2 separate regions of the Pan troglodytes genome follow, and region 2 is linked to region 1. Evidence: chromatin contacts called from public Hi-C data. All regions are on one chromosome and are shown on one strand. The core of a region is the stretch at or near the end of the contact, and the rest is flanking DNA. Distances in the headings are between cores, read along the strand shown.

Region 1 (7,002 bases), core at 4,381-6,880:
TTTTTGGCTATTCTGAATAAAGCTGCTATGAACATTCATGCACAGGTTTTTCAATGCTCTGGGATAAATCCTCGAGTGCAGTTGGTAGGTTGTGTGGTAATTATATGTTTACTTCTATGAGAAACTGTCATATGGTTTTCCAGAGAGGCTATACACTGTTTTATATTCCAACCAGCAATGTATGATCTAGTTTCTCTGTATCTTCACCAACATTTGGTGATGTCCACTATTTTGTTTATTTTAGCCATTCTGACAGATGTTTAGTGATATCTCATTATAGTTTTAATTTATATTTCCCTGATGGCTAAGGATATTGAATATCTTCTTTATGTGCTTATTTGCCATTGGTATATCCTCTTTGGTGATATTTTGCATCTTTACTCCTCCATTTACTTCTTTTTAGTTGTTAGGATGGTGTGAGATTGCTGGTAAATTACCTATGAAGTTTGTTATAACATACTTACATAGGAGGAAACAGATCTTCAGACTGAAATAGAAAATATTGCTTACTAGGGTTCTCAGCTCTGTACTAGAATCTCCAGGAATACAAAAATGAGTAAGACAAGAACCTTAGTCTTGAAGTTCTAAAACCATCTGGCACTTTTAACTGGAAAGAGAAGCAGAATATGTGTAGAAGTCTGAGATTTCCAAATTGCATGACTTCAAGGAATGATATTTTCATGGGCATCATAAAGGTGACCACAAATGATGGAAAGATCCTAGCAGACACAAACCAAGGATTCAAATTCATCTAATATGAGTAAAGCATGCAAAAATGTCACTGCATGTAGACGACTGCCCAGAGCAACACTGGGTGACATAGTAGCAGTCCTAATTAGAGGACAAATACCCCTGGCCTTCACAACCCACAAAGGCACTCAGCTGCCAGTGAGAACAGTGACTGGAGGGAGACTTCTAACAGGATTTTCAAGAAGCTTGTTCTGTCCCCTCCCTCTTATTTCTTGAGCCTCCTACCTGTTCCAGAGAATATGGATCTATGCCTAATTGATCACCAGTTTCACATACCTGGTGTCAACCCCAGCACATTCCTGAGTGCTTAATTCGAGTTTGGGTGAAGGATATTTTTTCTAAAAATTGTATCTTAACTAGCAGCACTGGGTCTCAGGCAGTCTATTTCTGCACTTTTCTATAGAAATTAATGACCCAAATCCTTCGATTCAGTATGCACTTAAGAATTGCACAGTGATGGCCTAAGAAGAGAAATAGCTCAATAGAGAAGATTAGAGAATAAACACACACACACACACACACACACACACACACACACACAGAGGTATGGTGACATTTAAAGTCAATGGAAAAAAGATGAACTATTGAAATCATCTAGGAAAATTTCTTACCTCACACTATATACAAAACAAAAATCAGTTGGATTAATGATCTAAATTTTAATTTTAAAACATGTATATAGTAAAGAAATTTAACATCTTTATAATTTGTAAGACTGAGGTGGGGTACAGCAGGAAGCCTTCTGATGAAGACATGTAACTTAGAAGCTATAAACAGAAAATGTACAGATTTGACTACATAAAAGTAAAAAAAGAAAATCCTTTGTGATAAAAAAGTACAACAAACGGTTGAAAGAAAACAGAAAGTGTTTTTTATATATGTGTGTATATATGTATATATTTCACACATATCCTTGCACACCTATTTTTCTATGGTGCAGACATATATTTATCTCTAATAGTTATTATTTCCGATGTACAAAGAGTTTATATAATTCAATAAGAAAAATGCAAATATTCAGAAAATAGGTAAAGAATAAAAACAAGCAAATCATGGGAGAATACAAATTACCAATAAACATATTGGTAAAGCTGCTCACCTTCACTAGTAAGTAACCAAGAAACTAGAAATTAAAACGATAAGAAATTGATACTTAAAAATTCATCAACAGGCAAAAATTAAAAACAATATTCAGTATTTATTGGATATAGGAAAAGAGCATTCTCAGACATTTTTGCTGGGAATATAAATTGATACAGCCTTTTTCTGAGGATGGGATTTTTGAGATTCAGCATCTCTTGAAATTTAAAATGCTCATATCCTTTGATACAGTGATTCCACCCTTAGGAATCTGCACCATAGAAAAAATAGAGGTATGCAAGGGTATATGTGCTGTGATATTCATTGCAGCCTTATTTGTAAGTAGCAGAAAACTATAATCAACCTAAAATATCTGGCAATATGGAAATGTTAAAAAAAAACACAACAGCAACTATGGTGTGGTCATGCAGTGAAATATAGAGAAGGCATTAAAAGGCACTAAATCTATAGCAGTGACTTGGCAGCACGTGGCAGGATGCCCACGAGTGAAAATATCCACTCTAGGAGCATATGTATATATAGCAGGATTTAAGCAGGGGCGGGGGTGGGGAGGAGGTGTGTGTGTGTCTATGTGTGTATATGTATTTGTGTGCCAAAAATCAAAAAGTCTAAAAAAAATACACTCTGGCCTGTTAACGATGGTTACAAACCTGAGGTATAGGAGTGCTGAGATGAGGGGAATTTCATTTTTTCTTTTATGTACTTGTGCAATATTTGTAATTTTTACCACCAAGATAGAATTATTTTATAATATTAAGAAAGGAAATTATAAATGCTAAGCAACCCAATTATTGACCAAAAAGAAAGAATTTGGTTAAAAGAATTGATGTAATAGAAGGTACAGATACCTATGCCTAGTGAAAATTAAAAAACAAAACAAAATAGAAAAATCTTTTTCTTGCTACTGTATTAATTTTCTGTATCTGGCATATTTATTTCCATGATTTCTTTCTGGTTATTTTATTATGTTTAATTGATGGTGTTTACTGGAGTTTAGTGAAAAATATTTTGTAAACATCTCCAGTTGTGATTTATCCATTGTAATATCTCCCCAGTGAACTGACTGTGAGTAGGGAATTACAGAATTATCTGTAAAGGAGATACAGATCTTGAAAGTAGTCTGGGGCTTTGCTTATCTCCACAGGAAACCTTATTTCATATTGATAAAGTATGAAATCTTTCCTTAGTTATTTCTGATTGTTCATTGTTGTTACTGTTTTAATGAGAGGTAGAAATGAGCTAAACCAACCTGCTTCATTCCTTCTAGTACTAATTTAATTTCAAAGGAAATTCTTCGACCCCAATAAATAAGTGAAAGTGGATGGAACCAGGGTCTGACTCAACATGTCCAATTAATTGCTTCTAAACAGTAAGGTACATTCTTTTAAAAGCCCCACACACAAAAATCAACCAGTAAAAAATGATCAGGTGAGAAGTGAGATGACTATCATCATCTCTGCTTACAAAACTCTGTTCAAGTTGACATTAATATTTGCCATCTACTCTATTATAAATCAAGATTTATTGTAGAAATATACCAAAGATAGCACAATAATGAAGAAAACAGAATCATCTCAGGTTTTGAAATATACCTAACAAATTCAACCTCTTGCAAAATAACTTTCTTATTCAAAATGGAACTGGGAATTGTTCAGCACACAGTGAATCATCTTTTGGCAAGTACAATAGAATCTTTAGGGACATTTCACAGCCTCTTGTTCAATTGTTAGGATGTTTTTAGCTTTCACAGGTAGGGAAGAAGGTAGCTTATATAGCCATCATCTTGTTGCTAAAATTGTACAGTAAAGATTTTTCAGGCAATAGATCTTTTCAGATTTTTTTTCCTTTTTCTTTATCCAGAGCCTCTTTGTGTCTCAAAAACAATCTGGAATTACTTAATGCTAATGTTTTCTGGTTTTACTATTTACCCAGGACTCAAATGTTAAACATTAATATGGGAAACTCCCTTTTCCTTGCCTCATAGCCTTATATTTATTTAACTGTTATTTTGTGAGAAGAAAATCTCCTCTTTTCCTCTCCATGTTAGTACTTTTCTTATTAAGAAACCCGTTTTCGTTTTGTTTTTGCTTTTTTTCAGGAGGCTTTCGAGCTACCCTTGGATGATTGTGAAGTGATTGAAACTGCAGCAGCGTCCGAAGTGATTAAATATGAGTATCATGTCTTATATTCCTGTAGCCACCAAGTGCCTGTACTTTACTTTAGGGCAAGCTTTTTAGGTAAGACCATGTCTGAAGCTAAAAGTAAATTTATAACATTTACATATAAAGCAAAAAGCATATTTGGAAAATTATTCTCCAGAGGAAAAAAAATAGAGTTAAAAATGAGAAAACTGTGGGTGAGGTAAGGTTTTACCAGTAAATTTTCTCATGCTTCAGAAAGGGTATCAAGACTTCAGCGTGAATGATATCATCTCAGCCTTAAGTCTGATCTTCAGATTCTTGGCCTTTTGCCTGAAGTTGACTAGGCCCCCTGGCCCTTTTTCTTTTCTTTACTTTAAACAAGTAGGAACAACTTAAAGCTACAATGTTTATTTACTTCTAACTTTACAGTAAAAATTTATTTTAATCTCAGATGATCCAATTAACTCAGAAGCCCCTGTGCCTCCTTCCCCAAAAGCTAATAATTATTTTAAGAAATGTTTATCAATTAGCTTAAGCTGTATTTAAAAATAGCACTAACATTTCCTTCAGCCATCTATACATCTCCAATGCCTTAGCTTCCTGTGATGCTGTTCCTCAACTCATTCCCCTGCCAAGAAGGTGGAATACCCTGTCTCCTTGGAGGCCTTAGCTAATAAAGCTTATTTAATCAGCAGCCACATGGCGTCCTCACTCTGCAGCACAGCCATGACTTTCCGCTTAGAGTCCACTGCCTAAATCGGGTCAGCATTGGGATGTGCTGCCACCCAGGCCCAGGGACCAAGATGAGCCTCCTGTTCAGCCAACCCCTTGCCCTATTTCTCCTTTTGTATCTGGCCTTATCAGCAGCATTGTGCATTTTGAACAGCCTTCTGACTTTTTTCTGGATAGCTAAGACATCTGAATTTAGCCAATGATATTTTATTTTTAATTAAAAAGTAGCTTAAGCTGCTTGAATGTATGTTTGGTAGATTTAATCACTTGCTGTTATATTGTTTAATGGTCTCTAATTTTGCAGTGTTGGCAGTTTAACAAGCACTTAGGATTTAAAACACAAGAAGAAATTCTCATAGACTCCCTGGTGAGAAGATTTTAATCTGAGGTGCAGTTCCTAAGAACTGACAATTTGGGGTAAATTTTCAACATGGGACATGGGGAATGGAGGACACTGATAGTTCACTAATTCACAAACTCTTGCTGTGGATTTATCCATATAATTATTACAAGCCTTTAAAACACTCATTTTATGGTAATTATATTTGGTTTGGAGCCCAGAGGTTAAAGGAAGTTTCTTGTCAGTGAGCTGTGCTATACTAAAAAATAGGAGATATATTTGTTTATTCAGGGGGAGGAAAATGTCTTTCTTGGTTCTGGTTTGCAATGGCTCTGCCTTCTAGATTCAGAGACAAGTCGAGGCTGCAGGTAGAGGAAATAGGACATTACTTCTTCAATACTGTACTTTCATATAATTAGTATTCACCATAAGCAGTTAATCACCAGAGAAGAGCTCCCAGAGACAAAACAAGTTGTTTAGCTTGTCAGCATTAGGGAATCAGAGGTGTTGAAACATGACTGCTTCTAGCTGGAAGTGGGTCTTGCCAAGGCCGGCTGATGAGCTCATATGTGTGCTTTGCTCTTATGTGCCAACAGCTCCCCTTACAGTACAGCACAGTAATTGTTCCTGCAAGTCCAATTATATTTTAATGACATTGGTGTAGTTTCTGTGATCCTTTCTTCACGATTTTCTATTCTTTTAAAAAAACACAATTAGCATTCTTGGCTTCTATTCGTATACTTTTACAATGCCCTCCATTTATGCCTTATAAAGGTAAACCAAAACAAGTCATTTGTTTTTATGTAGAAGCATTCACCCCCCACCACCACTGCTTTGTGTTGTGTAGAGTGGGTATTAGGAATTTAAAATTTTATTTTGGCCCAGAATTCATATAGTGCTTGTTCAGGTACATTAAAATATCAAATTTAATTTTTGTGCAGCATACTGAATGTTTTCTGGTGGAGAAACATGAAGAATGGTTCTTTCTTTCCTTTATCATATTCTAATAATTTATTTTTTCTTTCCACCTAACTTAACCTCATGGATATTTTTAAAATGTATCAACCTTTACTCTGGAGTCACAATTTTTCATTCATTCCCCCCCAGTCTTTTTTATTCTCCTTACTTCTTCCTGTGATATCTGATTACTCTGGCCCTTCATCTGTTTGTTAAACAAATCTCTGTCAGTGTGGTGAAAGGATTCCTAATGTCTTCCTCTTATTCCAGGCCCGGATTTTTCTTTGTCTCATTCTAAGAGAGTTCCGACCTAGAAAGAGGATGACTGTAAAATTTCTTGCCCAGGGGTCTTTTTTTGTTGTTGTTGCTTCAAAAATAGTTCACTTAGCCTTGTTTTTGACAGATATTTATAATTTCTTTTGCATTTGATTGTTAGTACAAATTAATTTCTCTGCTTTGCTCTAAATTTTCTCCCTGTACCTATTTTTTTAAGGAAAAGCAAAACAAGTAATAAATAGTTTCCATTTAAATTTACATTACCCTTTCTTGTATCAACTTGTTTAGATTTCAGAAGAAATCTTTACTCTGGTTCTCGAAATGCAAATCCCTTAGACTTTGAGTTCCTTTTCTTTATATGGTCCAGTTTCCACCAGGCCAATTACTAGTAGCCCAAGACTCAGTTAACATGCCATCTATTCTTGTCGCTCGCATGTCATGTCATGTCATATCATATCATATATTCTATTATATCACAATTTGTACTATAGCAGAAATATTTGTTTATATCTATAAAATGATATGCTGGAACATAGAGCTTCAAGGTAAAAACAAGAGTGAAGGAAATTGATACTGAGTGCCTACAAAGTGAGAAGCTTTATTTATGGCTTTGTGTGTATACATGTATAAGATATATGTATGTATATATATGGCTTATTCAACTGTGGCACAGCATCAAGTATTTGTTAAGTGAAACGATAATGA
Region 2 (7,193 bases), core at 2,529-5,028, 320 kb before region 1:
AAATTTAATCTGTATTTGGCTGATAAGTTTAAATTTGTGATCATATGTTTTTCATTTATTCCTCCCTTTTCCTCACTTCTCTGAACCAAAATGGGATGAAGGTCTCATTCTCAAATGCTGTGATCTTGTTTTGCAAATCACCAACGGGTCCATCGTATAAGTTAAAACTTTGCAGGCCCAGGTGTCACAAGAGTATTCTTTTCTATTTGCCAAGACAAAATCCCGACTTATGGCTTGGGACCATATTGTAAAATGTAAATAACATTTTAATGAGTACTATAGAGGAAGAGTTTGCTGGGCCAATTGCCCACCACTGAAGGGCTGGATTTAAGTGTACCTTGGGTTATAATGAAACTAGTTTGGTGGTCTTAGCCTCCCTAGTAGACATTTTCCCACATTAGAAAACCAGCACAGGATTTCATGCAATTCCGTACAAAGGACAATTGCAGCTCTGCTCAAAACCAGAACTGGAGTGTGGATGGGGTAACTAGAGGAGAAGCTAGAGGAGGAAGAACAACAGGGAGCCTTTCAATCCAAAGTTAAACTCCTGCCTAGATTTAGGAGGAAAAGGGAAGGGGAAAAATAATTGCATATGTATTTTTATTTCTGTCCACATTCTGTAATCTCAAATACCATCTGAAGATATCTTCTCCTTTCCATTTCCTGCACTGTCCATGTTCTTGACTCTGTGAGAATATGTATTTCAAAAACTTTGACTAAAAGCATTGTGTTAACCTCTCTATACTAGTAACTCCAGCTCCTGGAGCTGTAGGACTCAACACCCACATCTCAACTAGATTCCATAGAAATTGTATTCATGTGTTTCTTACCTCTCCTGATTCCAAATTCATCTTTTCTAACTAGCTGCATCTCACTTGTCCCTTAACCAAGGTGCCGTCCCAGTTCCCATAGGGGGCCCTTTGTAATGACAAGTACACACCTTCATCTCTTCGTTTTTGCACTAGTCTATATGGAAGTTAGTGCCTAATCATATACATTTGATACTCTATTACTGTTCTAATTGACTGACTGAAAGTATAAGCCAACCTTTTAAAGCTAGAGGAAAAAAACCCCAAGTGTAAGATGCTACACTCCTGACCTCACTATACTTCAACGAAAGAGAATTATTCAGTCCTTTTTCTCTTTGGAAAAAGACTCTGGCTCTAAATCCCTTAATGATTCTACCTGATTTAAATCTGACTATAATCCTGCATGGTAAATTAAGATTCTGCACCTTTTCACCCTTGCTTTTGGAATAATGTGTCTAACCCAACACCTGCCTAGAGATCAGATCCTCTAAATGATCCAAAGGCATTCTGCTTGGGAATGGAAACCGTAGCATCAGCTCCAAGAGAAGCAAATGGTGCTAACTCCCTCTGACTCGGACAGTGCTTCCACTCATGGGGGCTTCATAAGTGGTTGCATTTAGAGACCCGCTCCCTGAAAAAAAGGACATCTGTTTCTTCCAGTTGCATGCAGAGTTCCCTGAACAGTCATTACAGGTCTCTTCCAGCATCCCCTTCCCTTCAATGTCCCCCACCCCCATTCCCACTCCCAGTAAAATTAGACAAGCCTATATTCTACTTAGAGGAAGAAGGTATTGTCCCTGGGAGGTTCCCAGGTCCCCAGCCATTAGAAGAAATCTCCAGGTCTGTCTCAGCACAGTACTTCCCTGTAGCAGGATAATGTGCCCTTCCTGGAGCTGGGCCGACTTTGCCCTAAGGTTACATTTCTACACAAAGAAGCCTTTAAGGGTGCTGTTGCAGGCCTCCACACTGGAGGTTTATATCTGTCAATCTTAGAAAAAAAGGAGGCTGTAATAAAACTGCAGGAGCCAGCAGTGGGGGATTACAACTCCAGGATCAGAGGAGGTCTGCCTCACAGCCCCGCTAGATGCTGAGGTTGGCCTCTCTGAGGATGGAGAACAATAAAGCGGAAGGAATTTAAGTCAATTGGCTGCTGGATTGCATTAGCAGGACTCAGAGAAGGGGCACTTGCTGAGGGTGGTGCCTGGATTCTTGGCCGCTGCCCTTGTGCCAACCAAGCTGGGAGATCCAGAGTCTGAGGGAATGAGAAAAGTTCACCCAAGTCCAACAAGTTGGGGAGGCCTGTGGCATGCAGACACCCAAATTGGAGACTGTGTGTGCTGCAGCCATTGCAGCTCCAAGTGTAATTTAGTTGATTTACAGTTAATATGAGCAAATATTAATTAAGGTTTCAGTGAGTGACCATGATAGGCAGAAAAACAGGAAATACATCAGAAGGTGTGCTGGAACACTTTGCAAAGAAAACAGGAGGAAAAGCAAAAGTAGTGGCCTCTGGGAGCTGGGCAAAGAGAGTATTGGGGGAGTCTGAAAGTGGACCTGCCTGGTGGAAGGCATGCAGGTGGGGGAGGTGGAGTAGAGAATAGAGAAGAGAATAACTGAGACTAGAGGACATCACTGACACCTGCCCAGCAGCTCTGCAGCCTTGAATTTGGCAGTGTGGTCCTGATGCCTGCATGGAAGGCTTGTTGGACCCAGCTTGAGAGCTTCCTAAAATATCCTTGGGCCTGATGCAATATCACTTTGTGATGGCACTGCATTGCGATGTGGTGACAGGATAACCTGGTGGTGGAGAGGGAAGGCCTTTTATGTCTTCATATGATTTCATCTGAGAGAGGCCAAATGAGCCTGGCACTCCCAAAGGAGAATGGGTGGGTTGGAAGAGTGGTTAAGCTCTCTGATGTGGAAGGAATAGAGTTCCCGTCCACCCACCCCCACGACAGAGGGCTAGATGCCTGGGAGATGCTCAGTTAGGAGAGGGAAACTCTGGAGGACAACCCCAAGGGGCCTCTCAGCAGTTCACAGGGGCTGTAAAACGCTAAGGGGAGGAAGGGCAGTGTTAAAATCAGCCTTCACCTGGAGAAGGCAGCACAAAGAACAGGGCAGCTTCCCCCTAGAATATGCCCTCTGAGTAAGGGAAAAGGGAAAGGAGAGACGACACAGGCCTAGTGTGGAGAAAGCCACCAGGAACTCCAGCACTCTCCAAGGTTTGGCCTAGGTCATCTCCAAATAAAAACAGTTTGCCTAGCTCTAGGCAAGCCCTTGTTCTGCATAATGATTTGAATTTTGAAATGTGACTTAAACCTTGCAAAGGAATGCAACTCTTTTCTCCCTCCCCCAGGCCATTCTTTCTTAGAGGGCCAGAGGTGGATCAGAGGGAGGAAGGTTTAAAATTTTAGCCCCTTTACCAAAACATGGAAAGTGTCAACCACTATGTCTCCCGCCATCCCCGCCCCCAATGCTCAAAGTGTTCAAAACTAAAAGCTACAGCATCTTTTCAGCAAGTAATCAGCACAAGTTGAAAGGCACATGCTGTTGCATTTCTGATCAGATTGTATGTTAAGCAGGAAAATATACCCCCACCCCAACCCTTTTTGGCTAAATGCATGTCTGTTTAAAGAAGCCACCAGGCAGTGCCTCTCACTTTGTCTTGGCAGGGCACAACCATCAGACGAAGTGGGAGGAAGAAACATTAACTTCAACAGCTGTTTCTTGACCCCGGCTGTCAGTCTTCCCAAGAATAAATTTTGGAGAGTCCTATTTGAAACAAAGAGGGAGTTTTGGGGGAGAGAAAAGTTGGTTGGTTCCAGGGCGACCGCCCAAAGAAGCAGGGAACAAGATGTTTGCAGTTACCACGCAGCCTGCAAGCCTCTGCCGGGTGCAGGGATGGAGCAAAGTAACTTGAAAGCTCCCCTCTCGGCGCCCTGTGCCTGCAGCTTCCCCCCCTAACGCGCGCCCAGATCCAGCGCCGGTGGTAGGAGCCGTAGCTCGACTACAGTAATTCCCCAGCTCGGGCGGCTTGAAACTGCTCGGGCTGAATAGCATTTGCTGTTCCGTCCTGCGGCCGCCTCCCGCCGCGGCTGCCGCGCTCCCTGCAAAGCAGCTCTCATTATCCCGGAAGTTGTGCTGACACAGTCTCGCTGCCACCAGAAGTTTGTCAACATCAAACTTCTCCTGTGTGGGGTACGTTCACCTTCCACGAGTATTTAATCGATCCAACAAGCAAATAAACAAACCCAAATAAACCTGCCCGTGATGTTATGGTCTTTTTTTTTTTTTTTTTTTTTGCTTTCCTGGAAAGCTGGAGCTGTTAGGAATGTGCTGGTGGGGTCTGAGAGTGCCTGTGGGGTGGGCGGGGGGGTGGGCGGATGGAGATAAGGGAGACGGCCCCCCGGGTGGGGAGTGAGGAAGGGGCAGCGGAGGCGGCAGGCGGGCAGCTAGAGCTGGGGGCGGGAAGGCGGCTGGGGCTGGGGGCCGGCGAGTGGGTCCTGCAGCCTCTTGGCTGCTGCTTGTTTGGAGGATGTACGGACAGGGGCGAAGGTGGCTTTGGGTCCCCCGACCCCGCAACAAAGGTTATGTGGAAGTGATGGCGAGGCAAAGCTGGGAGGGCCGGGACGCCCACTGTGCTCTCCACACTCCTGCAGGACATTTCTGCAGACATCTCACGGCATCTTTCGGAATAAAGGGCATTGGGGTCATAAAATGTATTCTGAGACTTAAATTGCAACATTTAAAAAAATTCCATAGGATTGGAGGGCAGGGATGTACCATCATTTCTGTCTTTGAGAGGTCTATTCTGGTATCCTTGATTAAGACCATTTGGTCTAAACTTAACTGACTTCCTCAGCCAGGTCTCGGCGTTTAGTTCAAGTTGCAGCAACACAGTTTGATGTTTGTGGTTTCCAGTTGCTCCCCTGCTGAGATGCTCCAGGTGCTCCACCAGCGCCTGGGGACTCTGATTAACACTTTCCATTCCATAGTTTTACCCGGACAGGGTCAATCCTGCTCAGATGATGGAGAGGACAAGGTCGGCCTTGCAGAGTTGAGACACAGGCATTCATGAAGGGGTGCTACTTGGGGGCCACAGGCTTTTGTGGAGGGGCTGGAACTTCAGACACTGATAATAACTTTGTATCTGCTTCGGAAAGCCACTAGTACTGCACTCAAACAGGGGAGAACAGAAAGGGGGTTGCGGTAATACCCCACGTGGTGTCCAGGCAGATGGGGCGGCTGAGAGAGTTCAGTATCTGTCCACCTGTGGGTGCAGCAACATTCTTCTCTACTCTTCAAAAATAAGTCGGAGTGAGTAAATATCTCTGAAGAGATTAATATTACTCATTATCCCACTATGATATTGTGGGAGTGGGGAGGCAGGTTTCATCCATTTAGGAAGCGAAGAGCTGAATTTTCTCTTCTTGTTGGTCATCTGTTAGTGAGTATGTTTTTAGGAAAATTAGGTCTACAGTCATGTATCTTCAATATCAAGAAGCAAGATGCTTTCTCCTCTTTTTCAAACTGCCCTAAACTGGAAAATTGTATCAGTCTTAAGGGGCCAGCTTACCTTAAACAAAAAACAAAATCTGAAGAAAATATAACCGGGGCGTTTCTTGAAACTGGAAGGTACTTTGGACAAACAGAAATCAAATGCATTAAAATACAGTTATAGAGCAGGCAGTCCTTAAATGCGCGCGCGCCTACACACACACACACACACACACACACACACACACACACGGTGGGGGGATGGTGGCAGGGCAGAGAGAAATGTGTTTTTTGAAAAGTTTGGCTATTCACTACAGTAAAATTTTCCCCTTGGCCATGCCTCAAAAATTTCCCTTAATTATTTATTCAGACTCCTGTTCTTCGGGTGGTATTTCTATTTACTTATTTTCTTATAGTCCACAAAGTACTACTCAACATATTGGACCTCAGTGTGGACAGGTGAATGAAGGACATGTGGAGAATTCCATTTCCAACTCCATGTGCATGAATTATTTGCCCTGGTTGTTCATCTGTCATAGTGTAAAAAGCCTGATTTACAAAGACTGGAGGCCTTTCGCAGAACAAGGTATTGTATGGTTCCTATGGTTGGGCTTATTTACAAATAAAACTATTTTGCATTTCTGTCTGAAATTCCCTACTTGCACAAGGATAATTTTCAGAGTTTTCAGTTTCTAGTTCCGGAATGGGAGTGGGAAGCACGAGGAAACAATTTCTTTTTACAGTGATGTGAGCTCTATGCTCATCTGGATTTAGTTACTTCATAAGGTAAATATCACTAAATGTGCATTGGGGTCTTTAGAGATCTAAGGCGCTGGATGGGTGAAAATAGTCTACTGTGAAATGCTGAAGAATGTCAAACAACTGAATTCATTTGCAGAACTAATTGGGTCAACGATGGTATTCTTTAAAGTGGAGATTGATTTGAAAAATTTGTAAAGTATTTTCAGTTTAATTTCAGTTACATTTAGGTTATATTAGTCGGCATGACTTTTAGAATTTTATCCTAGAAATTCAATTAAAACAGATCTTTCTGAAAAATATATACTTTCCAGTGAATAGTGTCCACTAATGAAAACATAGGTTTTGAATTTCATGCTAATTACATTTTTAAATAATGAAGTTCTTGTCATTATTTTTATTTAAAGGCAAAATATCTGCATAGATAATAGCCAAAGCTAACCAAACTGCTTTAAAAATTAATGAATATTAATGAAGTTCAGGAATAGCACAATACTGCCCCTGCCTGCCTCAGGGAAACAAATGTATTGACTTCATTCTCCTAAAATAACAACCCTTAGTTATTGATGGTTAAAATAATTTTATTGCTAAAAAGATGGTAGATAATGCATTTTTTGCAATTCTTGAAGACTTGGCCCTGTTGAATACACTAAGATCTTTTATCATTTTACATATCTGAATGCTATTTCTTTTCATTAATTTGCTGTCTTAACATATATCTTTCTCATTTTTCTAAGTTCTCCTCCCCCCTCGTTTTAGTAGTTCACATGAGCAACTCAGAGTTTTCAGGCCTTCTTCTATATTTGGTATATAGATAATAGCATCATTAGTCAGCGCTTTCATTCATCTAAATTTGTCTAAGCATATTGGAAGCTGCCCATGAAATTTTCCAATGAAAGTGACAAATGGACGTCAATCAAGTGGCCCCACCCATTTCAACCTTGTTTTGTATGATGTGTGAATGTTTGTGTATATTTCTTCCATAAAGACAGGCTAGGCTATTTTTTGATCTGGACATCTGCCTGCTAAGGCAAGTTTCCCAGGCAGATCACTGGTTGGCATTAGACTAAATTTGCAAAATTTAACACCAAAAAAATGACAAAAGAAAAGAAATAGTATATGAAATTA

The links. Hi-C and Micro-C count contacts between places; a contact is called where the count stands out from the background.
Region 2: a contact with region 1 is called in a Hi-C map of stem cell-derived neural progenitor cells, with 7 times the contacts expected there. The contact joins two enhancer-like sites. A contact is called at or near these places in 4 of 7 Hi-C or Micro-C datasets (blood, induced pluripotent stem cells and stem cell-derived neural progenitor cells) and 1 of 1 datasets of contacts at active chromatin or transcription factors (stem cell-derived excitatory neurons).

Annotation. Positions count from the first base shown.
Region 1 is chr4:33,891,004-33,898,005 of NHGRI_mPanTro3-v2.0_pri, reverse strand. It overlaps ATG10 (autophagy related 10), which reads left to right. Exons shown (of 8, transcript XM_003310661.6): 4 at 3,950-4,088. Among named protein-coding and RNA genes, the nearest start is that of RPS23, 110 kb to the right of the region's middle. Within about 2 kb of position 5,630, at least 16 of the 24 cell types and tissues checked have an H3K27ac peak or open chromatin away from gene starts, as enhancers often do. A contact at or near this core is called in induced pluripotent stem cells, stem cell-derived excitatory neurons and stem cell-derived neural progenitor cells, where this site is marked.
Region 2 is chr4:34,205,131-34,212,323 of NHGRI_mPanTro3-v2.0_pri, reverse strand. No RefSeq gene overlaps it. Among named protein-coding and RNA genes, the nearest start is that of SSBP2, 100 kb to the left of the region's middle. Within about 2 kb of position 3,778, at least 22 of the 24 cell types and tissues checked have an H3K27ac peak or open chromatin away from gene starts, as enhancers often do. A contact at or near this core is called in induced pluripotent stem cells, stem cell-derived excitatory neurons and stem cell-derived neural progenitor cells, where this site is marked.